Regions from separate parts of the Zea mays genome. Here region 1 is linked to region 2. Evidence: chromatin contacts called from public Hi-C data. All regions are on one chromosome and are shown on one strand. The core of a region is the stretch at or near the end of the contact, and the rest is flanking DNA. Distances in the headings are between cores, read along the strand shown.

Region 1 (5,837 bases), core at 3,042-5,541, 250 kb before region 2:
CCAGTAGCCTTGTCGGCCCAGTGTTGACAGTAGCTCGTTGAGGCTGATCAGTTTCAGTTTCTAAACCATCTGTTATCCTTCTATGAACTCTAAGCAACCCATCAACAGCTGGAGGTAGCTCTGTGTCTGGTTCATCCTTTGCTGAAATCATTACCTTTGAACAGGAAAGCAGTATCAAGATCTCATCAAGTAGGAACAAAAGTATGTTAGACAGAGAAAGATTAGTTAATAGCAACATGCCCAAAGACTTATGAAAGGAATTGATGGTATAAGGACAGTATTTATTATGAAAGAAAACGATGGTGTAAGGACAGTATTTCCATCCTGCTGTAGGTAGAGGAAATGGTAATGGTTATATTTATACACATTTAGCTGGGTTCCAACTACAATTTCTGAGAAAAACATACATAATTGCATGCAGTCACTCACCAACATGAGGCAATGCCCTCTGATTAAAGCAACGGACATGTCCTTAACTGCATCAATAGTTTTCCTTAACTATTGTACATGTATCAAGACTGTTGTTGCTACTTGCTAATGTGTATGTATAATGGAATTTCGGATACAAGCAATCTACTTCAATCTGCATTTTTATTTTATCATAGGCAGCTCTTAATCCCAAAGAGCAAAAACAATAGATCTATTTTTAAAGTCAGTGTAAGTATTGTTTGATGATATTGATAAATGACAATGTTATATTACAATATTGTTTCAGCAAAACCAAGTCCCCCAAAATATAAGGGGAAGCATCGAGTTGAGGACTATATATTCATATTCTTTGTTTGTTGTTCCCAATTCTTTATAAAATATCAGAGCATTATTTAGGAAATGATTAGTACTTAATATTAAGGTTCTGTGCAATATTTTAGTCTTCCATTGTTAAATACTGATGCCTTTTTGGTCAAAGCAAACAGGTCATGGAATTACCAGACAAAAAGTGCAGCTTCTTCACAGGGATCTTCATCCAATATTCATAAGGCTTAAACCACATGTGCAGCAGAGGAGCACAAGACTGTACTTTGGTAACCATGATTGTACATCTATTTTGGGATTTGGATACACAAATGACTCAACTTGAGGCCTTAGACAGCAGTAAGAACCTGCAAAGATTAGTTTGTTACTTTTGACAAGACTATTATGTTCTGTACTTGAAAGCCATCTTGCTAACAATCTGTTCCTTGTTAGTTTGAGTGCCTTTATTTGTGCACTAACTTTTAGGGTTAGCAACTAGAATGTGTTAATAGGCCCCACAATATACAGTTAACTAAAGAACCATGTCATATTATTTTATTTTAGTCCGCGTTACTACTGAGTTGGTCAAAATCAGTATATCATTTAATAATCGATCCGATCTTTTAGAATGAAGGACATTCATGTATGCAATCATAACTATTTGGTCCATGCAGACATCGAACATTATTGATAATTAACTAGTGTACACAATATATATCTTCAGAATAGTGTACAATTTGGCAAAGCTACTATTTCTGTCTGATAATCAATTATAGTCATACTTCTTACAGACGAGAGATTTTTCCCCTTTCATTTGCTTGCATCCAAGTTTTGTGGTCATTGTAAAAAATCCAAAATTATGCATAACTATTTCCATTCCACAGCAAACCTTAAAGGGATTTCACTTATAATCTTGAAATCTATGTTCAATTTTTTTTCTAAACTTTCCAGCACATAGCCATTCCCTATGGGCAGGTACCTAATGTTACTAGTATACAACTTCCACTGTAGTAACTTGGATGATCAAATCTCATCTTAATATAAAATTGCACAGGAGTCAATATGATGACATGATTCCAATTATCTGGGGCACTATATACACCTGATCCTTAAGTTGAACTGTTTCAGCTTATAAAAAATATTATCAGAGCATTCACTTCAGAAAGGAGGCAATAATCTGCAGCTGCAGATGCATGTCCAATTACATTGTAAGGTACAAAATTTTAGTAACTAGTTCCTGTTCATTTATACAACTTCCAGCAAGTTTTCCAGATTCAACAAGGCCTTTTTCACTACTAAATAACAGTTTAGATTATTGAAATCAAGTCAAGAACGTCCAGATAATACATATTAAGGACTAAACTATTGCAGATCCATTAATTACCATGTTCACAAAGCATCAGTTGACGGAATGCATAGTATCAGCGGTCAAGAAAATATAATAGCAATTTATATGCTTGAAAACTAGAAGGGCAAACCTGGTGCAGTGGTGAGAGCTGTCTCACTCAGTCACCAGGTAGCGGGTTTGAAGATGCCTCCCCACATTCGTGGGGGAGGCTTGCCTCGACCCTCGGTTTATCCCTTCCCCAGACCCTACTCGTGTGGGAGCCTCTGGCACTAAGTCTGTCATTTTTATATGCTTAGAAACGTTTTCTAGCTGATTCAATCTTCAAGACATATAAAAAGGAAATAATCATCAATATGCCACAAACTATATACATGTCTAATCTAGGTCTTCTAACTAAACAACATAGCATAGTTATTGGTGTAGGCAACAACTGAAAGTGATTCTTTCACATGAACACTAACATGCCTAGAGGGCTCTTCTGGCCATACTGACTGCAAAGCATTTGTAATAGTAATGCAACCAGTTAAAGAAGATAGTGAAAGGCTTACAGCTCTTTCTGGCACAGCTGGTGGTCCCTCAAGAACCTTGATGCGGGCTCTTGATTCCTCACACATTTTCTTGATGAAATCCCCTTTGCGCCCAATGACGGCACCCACCTTTGTGGTAGGAACCAGTATACGGAACACACTCTCTCCAGGCCACCCAGGCCATTTCTTGTCATCAGGAACTGTAGCATCATGCTGCTTCACCCCAGCTTCCTCGCCGTGCTCTGTGGGGGTAGCTTGGTCCACTTTGTTCTGGCCTCCCACATCTTCATTGTTCATGCTCACATGCCCTTGGTTACCCAACTCGTCTTGCATTGGGTCTTTGGGTTCCTCGTAAAGCTTTTCTGGTTCTTCCTTGGACTGATCTTGCACATTAGCATAAGTAGTGGCTTCTTCCTCATTGCCAAGGGTACTAGGACTTCCAGTGAGGTTCTCCACAGGGTCATCAACAGGTACATCCATATTTTCTGGAAACAACCAAGCAACCAAGCTCAAGTTAATTATAAAGATGCATAGTACCTCTCAAATATGAGCTCTGCAGGAGTCGAAAGAGTGGGAGAAAAAGCTAAGGCAGTGCAAGAAAACTAATAACCACACAATTTTAGGGTCCGATTTGTTGCAATATCTGCCTGGCCGTGCATCATGGGAGCCTGGCTCCATGGATACCTAAATTTAGGTAACTAGGTCGCATCTCCAGAGCCTGGCCCGTTGCATCAGGAGAGAAAAGCTCAGCTGCATATGTAGGGAACCAAACAAGAAATAAGCCTGAGCCTGGCTGCGTCCATCCGGTCTACAACCAAACACATCACACCTGCATGCCATGAGCTTGGTTGCTCTGTATGCAGGCACAATCAGGCCACTAGAAGACGAGAAAGAGCACAGACAGTACACCCTAATCAGCAGCAGAGCAGTGAGCTCACACCACGTGCCCCCAAACGGGCACTATAATAAATCGATCCAAACGTCCAGACGCAGTCGCATCCATGAACCAACCATCTATGAAGCATGCATCCATGAAGCAGGCACACGAGCACAAGGGTACTGCACGCGCACTCAAACCCTAGTTGCCAGCCTCGGAGCACTTCGCCGCTCGCTAGGGCTGCCGCGCAGCACGCGACCGCGTACGGATGAAAAGGGGACATTAGGAGGGGTGCGCGCGAACCTTGTTACTAGGGGGGAGACTCGCCGGAGAAGACACCCGGTCGCCAGCGCCGCCGCCGCCGCCGGAGGTGGGGAGGGTTTTCAGACGGGGGAGCACGGGATTTGTGCGGACGCGAGCGAGAGGAGAGAGTGTGCTCGTGCGGCCTGGTTTTGATTTTAAAGCTGGATGCGGCCTTAGCGTTTACTTGTCCGGCCGTATGTGCGGCCCATGGGCTGAGAATACTTGAGCTCGAGCTCTTCTCATTGTTTCACTGCACAGGCTTCTATTGAGCCAGACACTGATACGTGGGTCCCATGGACCCGGATCCTGGAGGGGCCGAAGGATCCTCTGCTCCGTCAAAGATTCCCAACGAAGCCTCAAGCACACCTGCGCCGCAGCCCGCAGTTGCACAGCGCAGGCGATCATCACCAAAGAATCCGGGATGGCCCGCGCCGCAGCTCCACTCGTGAATAGGTTTTTCTGATAAAAAGTAGTAAAACAAAATAGGATGGCGCTCGTGATCTTGAAGATGCAGCCACCGCCTCCGTGTCGTCTTCCTCGTCAGCACGCAGCAGTCAGGTCACCACCAACAGCAACAGCAGTAGTGCCGTCGCGTTGTCTCCCACTCCCAAGTCCCAACTCCCACCTCCCCCGCCCGCCGTTCAAATCTCCCTAGCCTCCCGAAGTAGGCAAGTAGCCCTCCCTGTTCCATCGAACCCAGCAGAGCAGCCAGCCGAACAACGAAGCATGCCGTCGAAGCCGAACGCCGCGTCGCGCCTCGTCTTCCTCGCTTTCCTCCTCGTCATCAGCGCCGCCGCGGCCAACGATGACGCCGCGGCGCGGCGGACGATGGAGCAGTTCGCCGGCTTCCCCGCCTCCGACGACGGCGAGGGCCCTTCCAGCGACTTCCACGTCGACTCCGAGGGCCTCCAGCGTCAGGTGCGCACTGGGGCACGGGCGCACGGCACCCTTCGCGTTGCGGCGCGGTCGTAGTGCAGGCTATGGCTGTGCATTGAGGTGTTGGATTCTAACGGCGCGTGATTTTTTTTTCGCAGATCGATGAACTGGCCTCGTTCTCCGACTCGCCCGCGCCGTCCGTGACCCGCGTTCTGTACACCGACAAGGATGTGCAGGCTCGAAGGTAACCCAGTTGAGATTATCCGTCGTCGTGAGAACAAGCGATTGAACGAAAGAACCGACTCGGCATTAGTCAGTGTGCTTGTAATCGATTTGGCTGTAAAACGTGCCACGCTTGAGTGACCTTTGATGCTGGTGACATCAACGATCAATCTTCAATCGACTTCAGTTTGCACCATTCTGGGTTCAGATAGTAGTTAATTTGACAAAGTGGGCATCTCATTTCTATTGTGATATTTGTAGCCACAACTGTGCAGCAACTAGAACACGCATCCATGCCCACCTTCGCTGATTGTTGACGTGTGCTTCTGGTGTTCTCTAGGTATATAAAAGGGATAATGAATCAACTTGGCCTTGTTGTTCGAGAAGATGCTGTTGGTAACATATTTGGCCGCTGGTGAGTTGGTCTTGACTGCCCTTGGATTCTCTGCTCTTGGTTCATTTCTTTGGATTTAGGAAGCATACAAGGATTTTGCTGTAAATTGTGCATCTGGCTGAAAAGTCTCTTGATTTTGTTAAATTTGCTGTGTGCTGGAATTCTCATGCCCATTGAACATTGCAACCTTCTACAGGGAGGGTTCCGAGCCTGGACTAGGAGCAGTTGCAACTGGATCTCATGTTGATGCCATTCCATTCTCAGGCAAATTTGATGGTGTTGTTGGAGTTCTGGGTGCTCTTGAGGCAATTAGTTTGCTGAAAAGGTAACCGTTCTGTCTGCCTATAAGTGTTTTCACCATTCCTGCAGCACCATTCTTTTACTGTTGTGGTTTTGTCCGTATGTAACGTGGATGTTTTCCCCTCTCTTTTTCTGGCTTAGTGTTTGTTGAACATCATACACCTTATATACAATCATGTTTCTATGGCTGTTGTGATTGCAATTAGATGAACCGTGCTTAATCAGCTATTATTGGATTCTTAATTTGATCAAATTACA
Region 2 (5,721 bases), core at 2,900-5,399:
GGACGATGTCATGATCTGTTCATCTTGTACTCCTATAGCTTCGAATCTTGTTGACAAGGGTCTTGAGCCTATTGTAGGTTTGAGTTGGCTCTTCTCCCCTTATCATGGCGAACCTCCCCAGCTCGCCTTCCACCAGTTCCATCTTGGTGATCATGGTGGCATCATTACCCTCGTGAAAGATCTTGAGGGTATCCCATATTTGCTTGGCATTGTCCAAGCCGCTCACTTTGTTGTATTCATCTCTGCATAGAGATGCTAGGAAAACAGTAGTGGCTTGTGCATTTTTATGTATTTGCTCATTTATGAATACAGGATTATCAGTGCTATCGAAATGCATTCCATTTTCAACAATTTCCCAAATACTAGGATGAAGGGAAAATAATTGACTACGCATTTTATGACTCCAAAATGAATAGTCCTCTCCATCAAAGTGTGGGGGTTTTTCAAGTGGAATAGATAGTAAATGAGCATTCGAATTATAAGGGATGCGATAATAATCAAAAGAATAGTTTTGATTAACCGTTTTCTTTTTCGATGAAGAGTCTTCGTCGTCGTCATCCCTTGGTGAAGAAGAGGAGGCGTCGCTGTCGTAGTAGATGATCTTCTTTATGCGCCTCTTGTTCTTTCCATCCCTCTTCTTGTGACTTGAGCCCGAGTCAGTGGGCTTGTCGTCTTTTGGCTCGTTCACGTAGAGGGTCTCCTTCTCCTTGTCGTTGATCATCATCCCCTTACCTTTAGTATCCATCTCTTCGAGCGGTTAGTCCCTTAATGAAGAGTACTGTAACACCCCTGGTGTTACGATAACTAAAACCCTGACATGTCATCATAAGCATTTGCATTAACTTTCTTGTTACACCTAGAATGCATTTACTAGGTTATAATTTTCTTGTCAAAAGTGTAATGTCCTGTGTTGAGTATAGGACTTGGGTTGAGACCTTGCTCAGAATTGTGAGTAAGCAAACAACTTTAAACAAGTAACACTCTGGACCTGAGTTCTATAAGCCAAAGTTGGATTTGAGATTAAGGAGCAACTTTGATTTAGGAGGATGTATAGGTTTGCTTTTGATATGTGGATTAGAAGTGATGAAGTACTTAGAGTGGTTGAGTATCTCTAACCCCTAGACTGGAGCCCAAAAGTGGATTTGGAGATCTAGCCACATTTTGCAAGAGATAAAAATACCAAGGTGGTAGGATTTCCAAAGTTGCACAATTTTGTTATTTGGAGATTTCCAAGTTGTGTGGGGAAATTTGGAGAAATTCACAAAGGTTCAGTTTCAGAGTTCCTGAAAATAGCAGCAACTAGGCACTTTTGGTCCTTTGTAACTTTTGATCTAGAACCATTTTGAAGATGATCATTATAACAAAGTTATAGAGCTACATGAGGAGTATAAGTTTGGTTAAGTCATATAGCTCTAAAACTATTTGGAACTTTGAGTAAAACTGGTCCAAAGTAAAGCTGTCAAAAATTGTGGATTTCAGACAGTGAAATTCAGAGCCTGAATTTCAGCATTTGGAGCAAACTTTGGGCTATTGTAGTTTGGAATCCAAGAGGTTTTGGTTAATGACCACTATAGCAAAATTGTAGAATAAGTATAGGAGAGAAACTTTTATTAAGTGTGACAGCTCTGGAACTATATACAACTATGAGAAAAGGTGATCCAAAGTGGGGTTGTCAGACTTTTTGAGTTTTCAGATTGGGAACAGTGAACTGAAACTGAGATTTCAGTATATGTAGCTGTTTTTTGAGCTCAATTGTGCCTAACCCATGAGGTTTTGGGCTATAGAGTATATAGAGTAATTAAAGACCATATGATGGTGAATAAGTCTCCTTAAGTGACTTTGGTTTGATCCTACACAAAAGTTGGAGAGAAAGCTTGCTCAAGGTCGGACAGACAGACAGTGCTTTAACTGCATTTGGTTCAGTTCTGAAATTTGTTGTATGTTGCCAAGTTTGGAGCCCTTTTGTGGTTGTTATATAAGGTTTTGGACTGAGGTGTTTGTAGGGGAAGTGAAGACCACCTAACGATGAACAACTTTATTAAAGAATGATGGACATGATCCCACATAAAAAGTGGTGTAACAGCAGATCAAAGTTTGATTGTCAGGTGGTTGGTGACTTAGTCTATTCAGAACTGAAAGTCTGAAATCAGTAAGTGATGCAAAGTTTAGAGCCCTATTGCGACCAACTTTTGTGGTTTTGGACTATGAAATATGTGGCAAAGTTGGATCCCATAGTACAGAGAATATGTTTTATAAAGAGGTTTGGAATTGGTTCTACATAAAAGTGGGAGTAAAACACCTCTAAACTTGCTCTGTCAGCCAAAAGGTATGCAGATTTAGTTGACTTTTTCTAAGTAATTTAGTGAGTTTTTACTCACCTTTGGAGCTCTGTGGTAATTAATCCATGGATATTTTGATTAAGAGCTCTATGGTAAAGTCAAAGACCGTTTGAAGGAGAGCAAGTCTTATGCAAAGTGTTGGCTTGCTACTGTGTAGAATTTGTAGAAAAAGGAGTGACAAAACCCTCTGTCAGACTAAGTGTGATGCTGTTTCAGATTTCTGAAACTGAATTTTCAGTGACATTGGCTGTACTTTGGGTACCATAACTTTTGTTCTATATGTTTTCAGTTATGGGTTGCTATCCCAAGTTGGTAGAGCTATGTTTAGAGAATAATTTCTACTAAGCATGGTAGGTCTGTTATGAGGGGAATTGTGAGATGCCAGGGAATGAATATGGAGGAGAGGAATGGAGCAGTGGTAGCTGATGAAGTTGGTCCAGTGATCTAGGTTGGAGCTGAAAACTGCAGAAGATCCTATTGTCCCTGCTGATTTCCCTGATGTGTTTAGGTGGAGATAGTGTCGAGGTGCCTAGTCAAGGGGCTAGAGACCTCAGCTCCATCGAGAAATATCAAAGTTTTGGACTGTTTGGGGGGGGGGGGGGGGGGGGGGGGGGCAATGAGCCCTTATCTGCTTTTCTTATTGTCTGAATTCCTGGGCAGTCTGGATATTTGTATTGCACCTGTGAGCCATTCTAGAGATCTCACCCCTGTTGCAAATATCGATCTAAGTGGTCAGGCAAGAGAAGGGGGGTTCTAAACTTTGGATCAGGTTGGAATGGAAGAAAAGATCTTGTCACTTTCCTGTACCTAACTGGTGTGCTCGAGTTAAGATAGAGGTGGAGTAGATAACTGAAGTCTAGAGTCCTCTTTTCCTGCAGAAATATCAAGGTTGGATATTTTGCTTGTGACGTAGATCAAGTTCAATGTCCTAGGCTAGCTGAGCTTGTGAACTTGTGTGGAGTGAGTGCATGGGGGACACGTATAATAGGTCGGGCAGTGCTGGCATGCCCCAAAGTGCTCCTTCAACGGGTCTAAGTGAAGCTCCATGTCCCTACCTGCGTGTTCAGTGATACCTGCCCATATTTAGTGTGCTCATGGGCTGGATTCAGTAGAGCTGTTCACTCTACCTTGAGTTCTAGCCATAGACGACAGTGAGGGTGTGTGATTCTTGTGTTCATGGTGATGCTAACCCCCTTCCCAGTCTTTTGGTTGGTCACTTCCAGAGCTGTGTGCGCTGTCTTCCTGTGTTTGTGGTGACCACAGCCACCGAGTTCACCACACCATAGCCAGAACATTCCAGGGAGTTGCACGGCCGCATGAAGTCCGTCCGGTCGTCACCTCAGACCAGCGGCGTCATGGACAGTTCTACTGTCGACCCGTTCAACCGCGTCTTCCCGGGATGATTTCGCGCAAGCACTGAGTTGCTGGAAGGTTCATAATGCTCTCTACGCTTCTAGTTGGAGCTCTACAATACTGCTGCCCTGGGATCGAGTACGCCGGGGTCGATATTCCACTGGTGTCGTGGCCAGCGACGCCTGGGGCTTGGCGGGGGTGTGGAGAGCTTGAGACCGATTTGTGTTGGCTGTGGACGTGTTTTAGTAGTAGTTTGGGAGTGCTGGAGGTTAGCGCCGTCGTGACCATAATTGCCTGTTCGCCGGAGTGGATGGCGGAGCATCGAATCCAAGCAGTTGTGAAAGAGTGGAAACCTAGGGTCTTATGTGCAACGGTCAGCGACACGTGTAAACAGTGGCTGAAGCTCGGGCTATTTATTCTGATCTGCAAGGGTCCTAGCGCAAAGTGGACAGAGCCAGCGCGGGCTCCCCGGCCGCAGGCCGACTTTGTCCTGTTGCGCTGCGGAATGGGCCGGCTTGGGACCCGAAACTGCTCACAGTTTGTTTTTTTTTCTTTTACCAGAAGACTTACCAATTATGCCCCAAATTGTAGAAGAATCCAAAAAAAGTGGGACAAATTTTGTTGGATGTATAAAATCAAGAGCTCTCTGTTAAAGTTGGTTTTAGGATTTTTAGATTAGTTAGTAAATTTTAAGTGAATTTAAGGTGCTCTTGGAAGGCTTATATTAATTTTATAAATAAGAGGATAACACCAAAAATTGTAGAATTTTTTTGAGAGACTTGTTACCAGAATATGAACTCTTAGGCAAAGTTTGGAACTGTTTGAATATGATTTGCTTAGCTAAATAATTGTTGCCCAAAAAAGAAAAGGATTTCACCTATGAAAAAATACATCTAGTAGTTTAGTGAAGAGATGAAGTTGCTTAAGAAGTTTTAAGCTTTTGGATGAGATATAAGTTTGATTAATTCCCTGGTTTACCTAAGTGAATTCAAATTGGCCACTTTAATCGAGTGTTAAGAAATATGTGTATTCTTGTCATGCGCTTTAGTTGAAGTGTTTCTGTTCCCCACCTCTCTTTATGAGAGTTTGCATTTCATACCATTATATAAGCATTCATATATTTGTAATTGACTTGTAGAACACCTAGAAGAAGTGGTGTTTGAAGGAGGAGTCTATTCTAGTATCTGCTGATCAAGTGGAGGAGCCATCTAACTAAGTAGTTGATAGTGGGATCTGAAGCCTCTTCTCTGCAACAAAGGCAAGCTCCGGTGCATTTGCCCCTTCCTTGTATTTTTAAAAAGACTTTTATACACTTTAAGTCTAGTGAAATGTGCATTAAGTTTATAGGAGTTGCTTGGAAACTATTTGATGCATTGACTACCTTGATATCCATTCCTTTTATAGATACTTCTTTGGAAGTATCAAATATTGTTTACAAAAATTGCTTAGCCCTGCCTAGAGGTAAATCTTGCAGATAGAGTTTGTCCTTTGCACTAATGCCCAGCTCAGGTTTATCCTGAGGAAGGATGGCTCTACCTACAAGAATATTTTAACCAGGATCATTGGGAGATCTAATACAAAGTTCCCTATGATGTTTTAATCATCCTAAGGAACACAAAAAATCCTAAGGATGGAAGTACTTAAATCGAGACTTGGGCTAGGAACTGGTGATGTTCTGCCCAGGTTGATTAAGGATTATAGGGAATGTAGGTCTACTTATCGAGGACTATATTAACTAGCCACATGCCCTGGTATGGGATAGGGTAAGCCTAATCTCAGCTTGAACAATACCAAAAAGGCTACCACGCAATGGGAGTGGAGAGATGGCGAGAGTAGAGTGTACCCTCCGTGGCAAGAGGTTGGACGGTGGAGTAAATGTGCTCTCGGTTGGGTTGAACCCGGTCTGGTCTTGAGATAGCAGGGGCGGGTTGGCATATGCAAGGGTTAAGTGCTACATATGTCGTGTGGTTAGGGATCCCCAGCTGGATAAATCGATTCAGGTCGTCGTTATATCCTCGGATAATGGAGA

The links. Hi-C and Micro-C count contacts between places; a contact is called where the count stands out from the background.
Region 1: a contact with region 2 is called in a Hi-C map of tassel, with 2.1 times the contacts expected there. The contact joins the promoter of LOC100279195 here to the enhancer-like site in region 2. A contact is called at or near these places in 5 of 25 Hi-C or Micro-C datasets (bundle sheath, ear, leaf and 1 more).

The regions. Positions count from the first base shown.
Region 1 is chr1:171,819,322-171,825,158 of Zm-B73-REFERENCE-NAM-5.0, reverse strand. LOC100279195 reads left to right here and starts at 4,291. Exons shown (of 12, transcript NM_001366050.1): 1 at 4,291-4,705; 2 at 4,822-4,907; 3 at 5,226-5,300; 4 at 5,476-5,604. The coding sequence starts at 4,514. It overlaps LOC100282270, which reads right to left and starts at 3,898. Exons shown (of 7, transcript NM_001367061.1): 1 at 3,788-3,898; 2 at 2,629-3,092; 3 at 1-154. The coding sequence starts at 3,087.
Region 2 is chr1:171,568,974-171,574,694 of Zm-B73-REFERENCE-NAM-5.0, reverse strand. No RefSeq gene overlaps it. Among protein-coding and RNA genes, the nearest start is that of LOC100272440, 30 kb to the right of the region's middle. Within about 2 kb of position 4,149, at least 15 of the 20 cell types and tissues checked have an H3K27ac peak or open chromatin away from gene starts, as enhancers often do. A contact at or near this core is called in bundle sheath, ear, leaf and 1 more, where this site is marked.